Linked DNA regions of Nothobranchius furzeri: region 1 is linked to region 2. The links are chromatin contacts, called in public Micro-C maps. All regions are on one chromosome and are shown on one strand. Each heading gives the region's core, a stretch centred on a gene start, on an enhancer-like site or on the middle of the called end of the contact. The rest is flanking DNA. Distances are from core to core; before and after follow the strand shown. Region 1 holds the start of gpx2 (glutathione peroxidase 2). Region 2 overlaps LOC107392432 (signal-induced proliferation-associated 1-like protein 1).

The links. Hi-C and Micro-C count contacts between places; a contact is called where the count stands out from the background.
Region 1: a Micro-C map of tail fin shows a contact between it and region 2, with 7 times the contacts expected there. The contact joins the promoter of gpx2 here to the enhancer-like site in region 2. A contact is called at or near these places in 2 of 2 Hi-C or Micro-C datasets (skeletal muscle and tail fin).

What each region holds. Positions count from the first base shown.
Region 1 is chr18:33,247,724-33,254,303 of NfurGRZ-RIMD1, forward strand. gpx2 (glutathione peroxidase 2) reads right to left here and starts at 1,762. Exons shown (of 2, transcript XM_015970235.3): 1 at 1,208-1,762; 2 at 356-1,081. The coding sequence starts at 1,429. The coding sequence ends at 728. LOC107392433 (ras-related protein Rab-15) reads right to left here. Exons shown (of 7, transcript XM_054741561.2): 2 at 4,814-4,874; 3 at 4,661-4,721; 4 at 4,501-4,578; 5 at 4,343-4,432; 6 at 2,675-2,740; 7 at 1,906-2,602. The coding sequence ends at 2,507.
Region 2 is chr18:33,210,655-33,216,636 of NfurGRZ-RIMD1, forward strand. It overlaps LOC107392432 (signal-induced proliferation-associated 1-like protein 1), which reads right to left. Exons shown (of 21, transcript XM_054741559.2): 7 at 3,473-4,052; 8 at 3,120-3,394; 9 at 2,794-3,039; 10 at 2,575-2,718; 11 at 2,332-2,486; 12 at 2,164-2,243; 13 at 965-1,365; 14 at 148-363. Among protein-coding and RNA genes, the nearest start is that of LOC107392432, 10 kb to the right of the region's middle. Within about 2 kb of position 4,582, at least 1 of the 3 cell types and tissues checked has an H3K27ac peak or open chromatin away from gene starts, as enhancers often do. A contact at or near this core is called in tail fin, where this site is marked.

The sequences.
Region 1 (6,580 bases), core at 512-3,011, 34 kb after region 2:
AACGCTTTCCTAAATGCATGACTTAGGACTTGTCTTTAGGCAGCAATGTGGCAGTAATGCTGCATAGACCACTTGTATCAGCAAATTTCGCTTGCAGCTCCAGTAATTTATTGTTGAAAGAATACCTCAGAGACTACAAGGGGAGACAGCAGGCTGTGGCGCATCATGCTGAACCAGGAGTGGAGAATTTTAAAGGTAAAAATAATTTCATGCATATCTGCAGTGTTTTAAATCCCATTATTCTGCATGGTGCAGAATCTTTCATTTGTCTTTTAATAGAATCAAAAGAGCACGTGTGTAGTGTGGCATTTAAATTTGTGGACCAAAAAAATAAAAAATACATTTAAACATTGGGTTAATTTTAGCCCTTTATTTCAGTGCAAACCCAACTGTGTGTTCAGAATGTAAATTCATGAAAGCACATCATTTTTTTCCCTGCTTGGATTGATGAGTAGCACCATCTGCTGGGAGATCGAACATAAAACAAGACACTTTAAAAAAAAAGGAGGATAAAACCATCTTCTATAAAATTCTTGTTTTCTTTTCTTTGCATTTAATCAATTTATTTCTTCACATCCATCACCATTAAGCACTTACAAGGTCTCAGATGACATTCCCTTTACTTCTTTTAGAATATCACCCTCATTCATTAAGGCTTAAAAGTGTGGAGGGCAGAGTGTCGGCTTTGACAGTTACGGATGAAAAGCCATTGAGGCAGGGGCTATTTTTAGGACTTGGTTAATCTTAACAACCTTTGAATGTCAGGCTCTATGTCAATGGTGGGGAAATTCCTGCTGTATCTCTTAAAGGGCTCCCCTTCCGGCCCGATGAGGAACTTCTCAAAGTTCCAGGAGACATCCATCCTGCTGACGGGGCTCCAAACCAGAAATTTTGGATCCTGCATGAGGGAGCTGGGGTCGTCGTCGGGATAGGGGAGTTTGCTTTTCAGATAGGCGAAGACGGGGTGTGTGTTTGCACCGTTGACGTCGCACTTCTCAAAGATGGTGAAAATGGGTTTGAAGCCACTACCTGGACGCACATGCTGAAGGCAGTTCAGGATCTCCCCATTGCTGCAATTCTCCTGCAGAATACATTTAATGATGGCATTTAATAATGCACCTTTTCCCACCTAATTTCCACAAAATCACTCCTGTTGTATCATCCGTTTCCAACGCTGCATCACTGATTAAAGAGCTGCTGAACTCACCTGGTACCCAAACTGGTTACAAGGAAAGCCCAGGACCACCAGCCGATGGGGGTATTTGCTCTGTAGCTGGTTGAGCTCGCTGAAGTCCTGGGTGGTGGTGCCTCAGAGCGAGGCCACATTCTCAATGAGGACCACGCGTCCCCTGAAGACATTGAAGTCCACCGAGTCTCCCTCCAGCGAGGTAGCTCTCAGATCGTAGAACGTCTTGGCGATAAACGACATCTCTGCTCCTTAACTGCACAACTGGAGACAGTCTGGAACCCCAGGTGTGTGAAGGTATCCAAAGGTTTGATGACGTGACTCTCGGAGCAGAAAGTTGCCTTTCAGAGGTGTCAGGTAACCCAGCAGGAAACTGATCCGACTCCAGGTGACAAACTGGATTCTTTTAGAAGTTTTACAGTAAACAATATAAATGATGTAAAGTCAAATAAACAAATGCAAAATAAACATTCTCATCTTTAAAGATATATTCAATATCCTCAGACTAAATTTGATAACTAGGAGTCTTAAAGCTGAAACCAGCAGGTGTTCCTGGATCTTTTGGGATATCTGTGACACGTATTCGTTTTCTCAGTCATCACTAATTCATCAGTGATCACCTGCGTCTCCTAGAATGGGATGAAAAATGAATGCATCTGCCTGAACTCCCTGTGCACCTGATTTCATTACAGCAACCCTACAGGAATGACTCAGCAAGATTCGCATCCCCAGTCTTCCAATATGAAAACGGTCATTTTATTAACTTGGACATAAATATAGTTCCCACTATTTCCCCAAACCTTCAAACATCTTGAAGATAACATGTTTGATTCTTTTTTTTTTTTTTTGCCGTAATATGGCTTCAACACATGCTGTCACTTTCATACTTAAGAAAGATCATTCAGCATGTGAAAAATGACCTGCTCCTGTGTGGTTTCAGTGACTTGTTCCTGTTTCTATCAGTGTATAGTGGGTGTAAACTTCACTTTGAGCACCAAACAAGTGATCAAAGAGAAAAAGAGAGAAAAAGAGGATGCATGAACTGATAATTCTATCTGGTGTTAAAATTCCCTGATGGTGGCACTGGCAACAAACTGACATCTGCTGCTCACAGCATTCATCACCACAAAATAAAAAAAAAGAGAGTGAAAGTCATCCACCACCCTCCCAGTCAAGTCAGTCGTGTCACAAAGTTGAAGAAAGTTTAAGCTACAAGCTGTGGCGTGGTGACAGATTTCATGTTTTCAACAGGCACAGAACCTCTGAGCGCCATTATCAGGACTCCCCTTCTCCTCTTCCAGAGCAGCCTTGTCCAAATAGTCATCCAGAGACCCCAAGAGGTTGTCCACATTCCTCCTGTGAGCCAGCAGCACCAGCTCTGTCATACGGATGAATAACTGCAAAGAAAAAATGCCACTTGAATAGATTTTTCTGTTAATACGTTTCCCATAGCGAAATATTTTCCGAATCATTTTCAGTGTGAATTACCTCATTGATGTTGCTGCTGGTGGACGCGCTGGTTTCAAAGAACTCCATCCCATAGTGTTCTGCTAGCTATACGATTCAAGTGGATATGTTGGAAATCAAATACTGTTGGGATACGTGGTTTAAGATATTTTAAATTAACTTTAAATATGTTTCAATGTTACTATCTGATCCTGCTCTACGGTATAAAGAAGGTAATGTTACATAAATTATGTTTCCCCTAAGTCCCTTCATTTGGCATCTACAGCAAAACAAATCATCCACACGAGCCTAGACCAATAGATCATTTGCATATCCACAAGGTAGAGCTGTCACTCAACGAGAATGTGCACCGGTTCCCAGCATGCACTGCAGGATGGCGCACAGGCAGCATCACACCCCCACCTGACTCGAACTCTAACACAACCTGCACTGAATGAATGTTAATCTGTAAACTTCACGCTAACTGTGGAAGAGGAACGAAAATGGATTTATCTTTAGTCGATTGGAGCAAAGTGATTAGCTTAGCATTGGACAGTTGTTTTAGCCTGCTGTCGCCTTGGCTGGGGAGAGCTACGAATGCCGGATTCATGCTGGTTTTAGACGTTTCCCTGCTCTGCAGTTTTGATTGAAAAAAAGTAATTAGCGGCTCCTGCAGAACCCGGTGAAGGCTGAGGAGATAACTCAGCAATTAGAATCAGGCGTGTCTGAACAGGAACATATCAAATGCATTACTTGTCCATTGGTGCTAGCTGTGCATGCACAGTAAAAGGCGTGGCTTGCAGCTCCTTACAGAAGGTAAGCTGGAACAAAAGCGACAGCTCCTTTTCCTCTCCTTGATGGCATCATGCCATTGACCGCAGCTTTAGAGCAGAAATCCAGAGGTTTTTTTTTCCTCTGACAGCACCTTCTATAGGCTGAAAAATGTTTAGCACTTTTAAGCCATTCTCCCTACTTCCGTATTCATGGCCGGAAGCAGGGCGTATAAGGCACACCTGTGCACTACTCATGATGTCGGATCAGCATCTTGATTTGGCACACCTGTGAGGTGGGATGGATTATCTCAGCAAAGCAGAAGTGCTCACCACCACACATTTAGACTGATTTGTGAACAATGTTTGAGAGAAATGGTAATACTGTGTATCTGGAATGAATTTTAGATCTTTAAGTCCATCTCATGAAAAATCGGAGCAGAAACAAAGGTGTTGCGTTTATATTTTTGTTGAGTGTAGAAGCCAGTAGTTTGCCCTACAGTTCAAGCGGTTGTTTCTCTGACATTATTGAACGGAGAACCTCTCACACCAGCGGGGTTCTGCTACAAAATGTATGTATCCATAATGAGTGGAGGACCCAGGTAGATGTGGAAGTGTGGTGGTTTGGGGAGACAGACACCTGAATGGTCCGGTCGTTGGTTTCCGACCGAGCAATGTTATTGGCTGAGATTTTTGGACATATCCGAGAGAACCACTTGTTCTCCACAAAATATTTATAGCTAGGCTATGTTAGAACATTAAGAGGCATGAAAAAATGTTTTCGCTTGTAGCTTTTAGCTTGTTTTGCATATTTGCAGCTGTAGCTTTAAATTCGAAACGACACAAATCCCAGTTTTGGGAGGCAGTTTCCAACATATTTGCATGCTTCCTCACATGAATGTTTAAAAATTATACATCTATTTAATGGAATGACTCAAACCTTATATCCTTGATCCTTTGTTACTTGCCTCCTGAACTCGTTGTCAGCCTTATTTCCTACCAGGACAGTCTGTACATCATCTGGGGCAAACTGCAGCAAACAAGAAGCTACATAAGTTACGGATATGTTTACGGCTATGGGAGCACTTATTGCCTTACTTCATCTACATCACTGGCCCACTTCACTATGTGCTGAAAGGACAGATTGCTTGTGATGTCATACACAAATACAATGCCCTGAAAAAGACACATTACAAAGAAAATAAAAGACTTGAAATGTGTAAGTTATAAATATAAAGTTATGTGGGTCTTTTCATACCTGTGCTCGCCTGTAGTACTGTTTGGTAATGGTCTGATACCGTTCCTGTCCAGCTGTGTCCCTGCAAAGAAGACAAAAACCACGACAGCAAAACTTTAAATGATGTTTGCCAGAATTTCATTTTTATGTAAATACATCACTGCACAAACGTACCAGATCTGCACTCGGATCTTGATTCCATCGATTTCTACTGTTTTCATCTTAAAATCAACACCTAAAAAGAAGAAAAAGAAGGGATCATCAGAAAAATATTAATCACTGTTGCTTCAATCTGAGCATGTTTAAAGAAAAGCACATTTCCCTCCTAATGGTCACTGTTGCTGCAGTTTCTTAACCAGTTAAGTCATTAGAACGGCTGGTGGCTGCTGTTTCTGGCACCAGATCTTAGGTTTGCCTTTTGGGACAGATCCAAACTGTAACACATGTCACTTATGTCCTCCTAACTACATGTTCTGTCTCCGTTTTGGACATCTGTCCATGACACACACTCAGTCATCACATCTGCCAGCATCCAGCCTTCACCCTTAGCTGCCCTGTTTGACGTCCTTCCCACTGACATCTCATTATGTTTGTTGAGCATGTAGCACTTCGTCCACTGACAGCTGTCTAAAAGATGTCCTTGTCCAAACGTCTCTGGAGGAAATAAAACATTTCCTTTTTGGATCAAAATAAAAATAGCATTTTACCAATTTCCTGCCCTTTCCACCCCACCACCCTTCATATCTGGACCTCATTTTTCTTGCACTAAATCTTCATGAGAAATATTTTTTAAATAATAAGGAACTCATTTAAAAAATGTAAACACTCCAAAAAACACTAATTGGTGGCAAAAATAAAAAAAAACTTTGTCGCTCTTAACGTGATCCAATTTGTGGAGACTTCATGGCTGTTGCTCAGAAAGACCATTATCTGTGATACTAGTGGAGGCGGTACTGTGCACAAAAAGAGGGGGTGCAGCTGATGTAGAATAAAGTGTGGGAGGGATTTTCTGCTTGGTAACAGTGGAAGGAAGTTGAGAAATGTGAGTGAACAGCAGGAGCTGCAGAAATACTGGTTTGTGTTCAAACAAAGGCTGGTCATTGTTCTCACACCACAGCTAAGGGTTTACTCTGAAACACATAAAACCTCACTGTGGGATGCTGGAGTGGGCACGTGTGCAAAAGCCTTCGTCTAAAAACAGAAACCACGCCTGAAATGCTGAGGAACTTCAGATTGAGACCAATTAAATTTATAACACAGTTTAAATATATGAGAGGCGGATGAAGACTTTTGCACAGTGGTACCAATAGTTATTTATTAAATACAAATTTGTGAATAATGATGAAAACTACCTATCATGCTGAAGAAAATATAAAAACGTTCCAGTTTTTCATCATTAAAACGGCAAATCCTGAAAAACTTCATTTCTGCTGAGATTTTATCGAGCAATAAGTTATTTAATAGATGTGAAGCTGCTTTAGATTGTGGAGCTATTAAAATTACTGTACAACAACATCATCTTTAAATCTGAAGTAACTTTCTACAGAAAGGTCATGAACAACTCATGCATGCTGTAGGCCTTTGAATGGCTTCAGTTTAGAGAAACGGAGATTAGCTCTGACCCCTGAACGACTGGCTAGTCCGAGTGCTGCGAGTTACTGAGTTTCTTCTTTCTTAAAACTCTTTATATAATGTAATATAATATAATATAATATAATATAATATAATATAATATAATATAATATAAAGTCAGAAACAATAATCAGGACCGAGATGCTGATCATTTTCTGCCTACCCTGAAGAACAAAAGAAGAATTGCAGCCTCCAGCTTTTCCTCAGTAATTAATGGAAGACACAAAGCCCTTCTGACAGCTTGGCACCACATGCTCTGCATGTCTCCTGCTTCCTGGAGCAGAAATAAACGGGCTAAGCAGAAAATAA
Region 2 (5,982 bases), core at 3,332-5,831:
AACCCACAAACCCTTGTCTATTAGAAACAAAGTTCATTTCTTTATGCAGAATGAACAATTCCAGGCCACATGGGGGCGCTGTCTACAATATTTGTAAAAAAAAACCCACATCTGAAACCATCTCAGAGGCCTGTGATCAGATCTTACTTGCGAGTGTTACCAAAGTCCACAGAGTTCACGGTTCCCCCGGGCTTCTTCCAGCCTATCAGGTACTTGGAGGTGGCACCATGGCGAGGATAGAAGCTCTTGGACCCGGGAGACTGGGGGGTCTGGGATGTAGGTGAGATGTCCGGGTCGGTTTCCTCGTTCTGAGGCGACGTGGCGCTGCAGCTCTGCCCCATCGGACTCCCAGAGTGACCAGAGCTGATTGTGGTGAAAACGGGGCATGAAACAAAGGCAGAGCTTCGTTTAATCTTATTCTGGCTTTTTTTTTCCCACCCCTTTCTGGTTGATAATCCTTCAGTGTTTTTCTGCAGTGATGGGCTTCACTTTAAACATGAAGATAATTTCATCAGCTAAACACAGGATGAACGGATGAAATCCAAAACAGAAAACAGGGCATTGTCCTTGCATGTCATTTTCAATCATTTCCACCATCATTGCCACATGCTGTGACATAAAAGCCTCATTTTTCTGCATTAATGATCAGCTCAGGCCTGCACTAATGTGCACGGACTATATATAAAACAAAGCAGCCAGAGCCAGGTGAGTTATTTCTGTCTGAGCGAAGAGAAGAAGAAGCTTGACTTGATTTAAAAGGAGGATTTAGAGGAAGGGGGAGAAGCCAGAGCTCAGTCTGCATTTTTTTGAAGCCCTTCCTTTAAATCACAGATGCCACAAAGATGAAGGCGAGCGCCGATGCTACAGAGATTTTTCTCTTCCTGTCTCTCCTCGTTAAAAGGAAACAACAGAGAACACATCAGATAGCAGAACCAGGGTCTGTTTGAAGCGCTAGTCAACACACCTGGAGTGGGAGGCAGCATCACTCTCAGGAGCTGATGCAAAGGTTGACGGCCTCTTTGTCGTGATCTCACCACCTCCAGCAGCGACGAGAGAATCTGACGTCGGAGGCGATGCGTTCGTGGCCCTCTGACTGCCTGCTGGATCCTCCTGCCACGGGATTTTTTCTTTGGACCTGAAGGCACCCGTAGAGGAAGCGGTGCTGCTCTGGGTGGCGGTGAAAGAGGTGGCGTCAATGCCGCTGTCGGTGGAGGCGCCCTGGAGGTAGCCATTTAGCTCCAGGTCGTTCGGCGCTCCGGATCGGGAGCCCACTTCGTACCACTTCTCATCGCTGTGGGTGGAGCTGGAGGCGTTGCTGGACAGTGTGTTGCTGCTTGATTGGCCGGATGAATATGGACCATCCACCTTTTAATTAAACAAAATGAATCAAATAATTAAAGGTGCATTAGGTAAGAGCAGTCCATGTAATCAAAACAAAGCTTTACGGATCAGCGCCTGACGATTCTAGATTTCAAGCGAAGATGACTCACACACAGTAAACAGATAGATAAACATATTTCACTGTAACATTGAGGTTTTGGTCATCAGAAAAGTAGCTCCAAATATTTATATTTGTTTCTAATTCACCATTAACATTGTTAGCTTAACGTTAGCCTCTAGCCTTCTTTACCAGATATTAGTGAAACAAAAATGATTTTACTCTCTTGCACTTATTTCTTTTGCTTCTGGGTCGCTGTAGGACTACAGATGTGGGCACAATAGCACTTGCGTTGAAGAATTGATAACTTGCAGGCTCACATCTGATTGGTCGTGGAACCAGGAAATATGGAGACAGGACAGATCGTAAAGAAAAACTACGTCCCCCTTCAGTTATTTTATAAGGAGAAACACGGGCAACCCCCCCAGCTGGATGAGAAGGAAATTTGTTTCAATGTAACCTTCCTTCCAACATGTGTGTGAATGGGTGAGTGAATGGGTGAGTGACTGATTGTGTTGTAAAGTGCCTTGGGGGGTTCCAGGACTCTAGAAGGCACTATATCAAATACAGGCCATTTACCATTTAACATGAATGAGACGTTAGACCTTTAACATCAGCAATATACATGTGTGTGTGTGTGTGTGTGTGTGTGTGTGTGTGTGTGTGTGTGTGTGTGTGTGTGTGTGTGTGTGTGAGTGTGTGTGTGTGAGGTTTTTGAAACTCACCTTAGTGTTCTTGCTAGGTGACAGGTGACTCTGCTCTGATGGATGGAGACGAGGAACCACCACTTTGGAAACGATAACATCTAAAAAAACAAAAGTAAATACAAAGAAAGTTAGAAACAGGAACAAAACAAAGACTTTATTTCATTCCGTTTAGAGCGTTCTGCTAACCTGAGCCGAGTTTGTCTCCAAGTCTACCAGCAGATTCACCCTCCCCAGCTCTGGACCATCCAACACCAGAAGCAGAGCTCACCTTCACCCCATTGACCACCTCACCGGCTGCCTGCCGGACGGACGCAGCAGGCGAAGGGCCGTTGTTGTTAAACCTGCACAGGAACACGTGACGCATCATAAAGCGACAGGAAAAAATGTCTAATTTAGTCAGTGGCCTAAAGGAGTGGAGGGAAAACTCACCCATCAGGCCCAGACCTCTGCCTCCAGTGGCTGGAGCTCATTGTGTCGCTGTAGGAGGGGCCTGAGGGTGAGTTAGTGTTGTGCGGCGTGCGCCCCATCATGATGGAGCAGGCCACAGCGTAGTTGTCGTTTCCTGGGGAATACCTGTGAGAACACATATGGACAGCATTTAGGACATGTGGAAATTGTGTGCTGGAAGCATTTTATCCTTTGTGTGACCTTTTCGGGTGGAGAGGCCGACCGTCGCTTGACACGCTGCGTGGAATTGCGGCGCTGAAGTCTGAGGGTGGTGCTTTGATCAGGGTTCCCCCTGAGCCGGCGGCGCGAGTCTGAGGGCTGGATGATGAGCGCGGCCACTTGCTGTTATTGTTTGTTGGGCGAAAGGGGAACTTTAATTCATAGGGCATGCCCTCTTTGTGGTTCTTGTAATCCACAAGTGGCATGTGATAGATTTCTGAGCAGCCTCTGTTGGCACAAGAAGCATTTCCTGTTAAAGGTTTCCACAAACCCTCTCACTTTGAATTTGTCAATAACGCCACTTTTACCTGCGTGGGGTGGAGTCTTCATGTGGAGGAATGATGACCACCTTAACAGTGACCGAGGTTCTGAGCAGGTCGATCATCTGCTCGTGAGACAGTGAGGCCACGGTCACTTTGCAGATCTCCACCAATCGGCTGCCTTGCCTCAGCCCGGCCTGCCAGGCGTAACCGTAGGGCTCCACTTCGGCCACAATCCCCTCAAAGTTCACGTGAAAACCCAGCTGGCCCAAAGCGTTACGGCGTAGTGTCATCTCTGTGGTTTGGCTGCCTTTGGTCAGCAGCTACGTGACACGCGCGAGGAGGTCAAAGGTTACGTATGAAGCAGAAAAACATCTTATTAATCCCTAAGATGTACTTACCTCCAGTCTTTTCACAACTTCTCCAAAGTCTTCCGTGTTGTTATTGATGGATCGAAGTGACACGCTCTCACCGCGCTCATAGTAGAGCTTCATGGAGGCAGGGCTTCCCGTTGACCAGCCAATCACATCCCGTGTGGCACAGTTAAACACGACTGCTTTGGCCTCTTGATCCAACAGGATGATGAAGTCGTTTGAAATGGCCAACAGGCATTCTCGTTCAGCTCCTGCGACCTGATCTTCAGCGTGGACCTGCCAGGTTATGGCTCCCAGACTCCGTAGCTCCGCCCCACTGTAGGGACGCACCTTCTCCCGCCGCTTGTGAGCCAGAGAGATGAAGGGGAACTTCCCCGTGGACTCCACAGGCGTACTGGTCACGTGGCGCTCGGCTAAGTCCCGCAGGTACTCCTGCCGTGTGCGTGTCGCCATGGCACCAAACTTCTCAGACTTGTGGGCCGCGTTTTCGGCGTTGATGACTTTGGCCAACAGGAAGTCCCGAAAGACAGAAGACTTGGGGAAGGTCACGCCGTTGGGGATTGGTGGTCCGAAGGAGGGAACGTCCTGGGAGCGAGTCACAGCCACGCTGTAGACGTAGAGGATCGGAGAACTTAAATATAAAACAACGAGCCACAGAAACACATTTGTTTCATCTGCATGTGATCATAAACTGGGTGAAAACATCCCAGTAGTGTGTTACAAAAGCGGTGTTTCTCTTTTGGCCTGTTGGACGTGTTGGTGCAAAGAAGGGCATCAACACTTCTACAGGCAAACCTCTCCTCTTGTTACCTTCCACTGCTCCAATTCCATTTCCACACAATGGAGTTAAATTACCATAAATTAGCAAGCAGTTGTGTGCAACCCTCCCTCAAACCTGTTGTTCACACAGGAATTCTCTCAAAATCAACAAAAAGAGGATTTAACTGCACTCGTTAAAGCTTTTGGCTCAGATGCACTTCATCAAGTAAAACTACACGGTTATAAATCAGACACAAGCACATGGATAAAAGCCAAAAAATGAGTGAAAAATCAAAGCGCTGCCTTTGACAAGCCAATACGACAATCCTGACAAGCCTCCATCCAGCCCATTAAACTGATCACACAGGCGCTGCCTGCAGCACTAATGTTGCTACGCCATGCCTGAATAGTGCTGACGTGTAAACAAATTTCATGTGTTCAATTGCTGATGACACGCCGACTCCCAGCGCTTCCATCCCGCTACGCCCTGCCACATCCCGGCATGAGGAAGGAGCACTGTGGTTGGAGTTAGCGAGCACGAATACCCTACATTCCCCAAACAATGATCTAGTTACGCAATCCGCCTCGCTGGCCTCGTGTGACTTTGAGGCAGCGGTTGAAAGCAGCAGATTAGCACCCAGCTGGCCCCAGGCCACTTACTCCTCTAATGCTCTGGACTGGCTCAATATCACCACAGCATTATCCCAAATGGGCTATTAATAACCAGTCAAAACAACAAATTTAAATAAATTATTAACAGAGATTATTGTTGTAGCTTAATGCATTTTATTATCTAAATTTGTGTTCCAGTTTGCTGAATTAGAAGCACTGATGAGTGCCAGCAGCGCACCAGATTCTCTGAATGGTTTTATTAAATTCATGCTCAGATCAAAACAAGAATCAACAACTTACCTCCAACTTCACCGAAAAGCAACCATGTTCCTCAGATCTCAGCCACAAACTGACTCTAATCTCTGGTGCAGCCAAGCCAAAGTGGTGAAATGAGAAGCTGAGCCGACACTAAAGCGGTTCAGCGAGTTAAAATTAATTTATTCTTTTCTGCCAAACTAAAGCTCCAACCCGCAGTCTCAAACAGATGGTTTACCAACCCAAAGAGCACGAGGAGAAGCCAAAGAAAGAGGATGTAACGGTGACTTTGGGTGGAGTAGCTGGGGTAGTCTTCTTGTGCATCCAGAAATCCAAAACCTTCCACTTTTTTGGAATGTAAACCAAACGATGACCCCTTAGGGTGAAAAGAAACAACAATCTCCACGAATGATGGGATAAAATCAGGAAAAAAAAACAAGATTTTCAAAAGAACAGACAAAAGAAGAAATCCCAAAAGTGAAGGTGGTGTGAGAGACCGAAGCCAACTCGACTCTTCTGCACCTGAGGTGGACTATGTGAGGTCTGGCGAGCGCTGCTCTGCACATCCTCCTTACTCACATCCATGAGCGGGTGAAGAGAGCGCTTCATGTGCATGGCACTAACTCTTTCAGACCACTCATGCTGCCCAGAGGCAAAGTGGCAGTCGGGGAGGGCGGGTGTATTGTTTGAGTGTGTGAAGAGTGAGTCTTCGAGTGAATTAGCGTTCGATGTGGGGGAAAAGTGTGTAACTGTGAGCTCTGTGTGCAAGTGAGCATGAGAATGAGGTGAAATGGGAGTACGAGAGTGACAAAGAGCAACTATGTGTTCATAACTGTACGTGCATGAGTGTGTGCAGTGGGATGGCTCAGAATAAGCCACACCAGCACAGAGTTAAAGTCTGATCATCACAA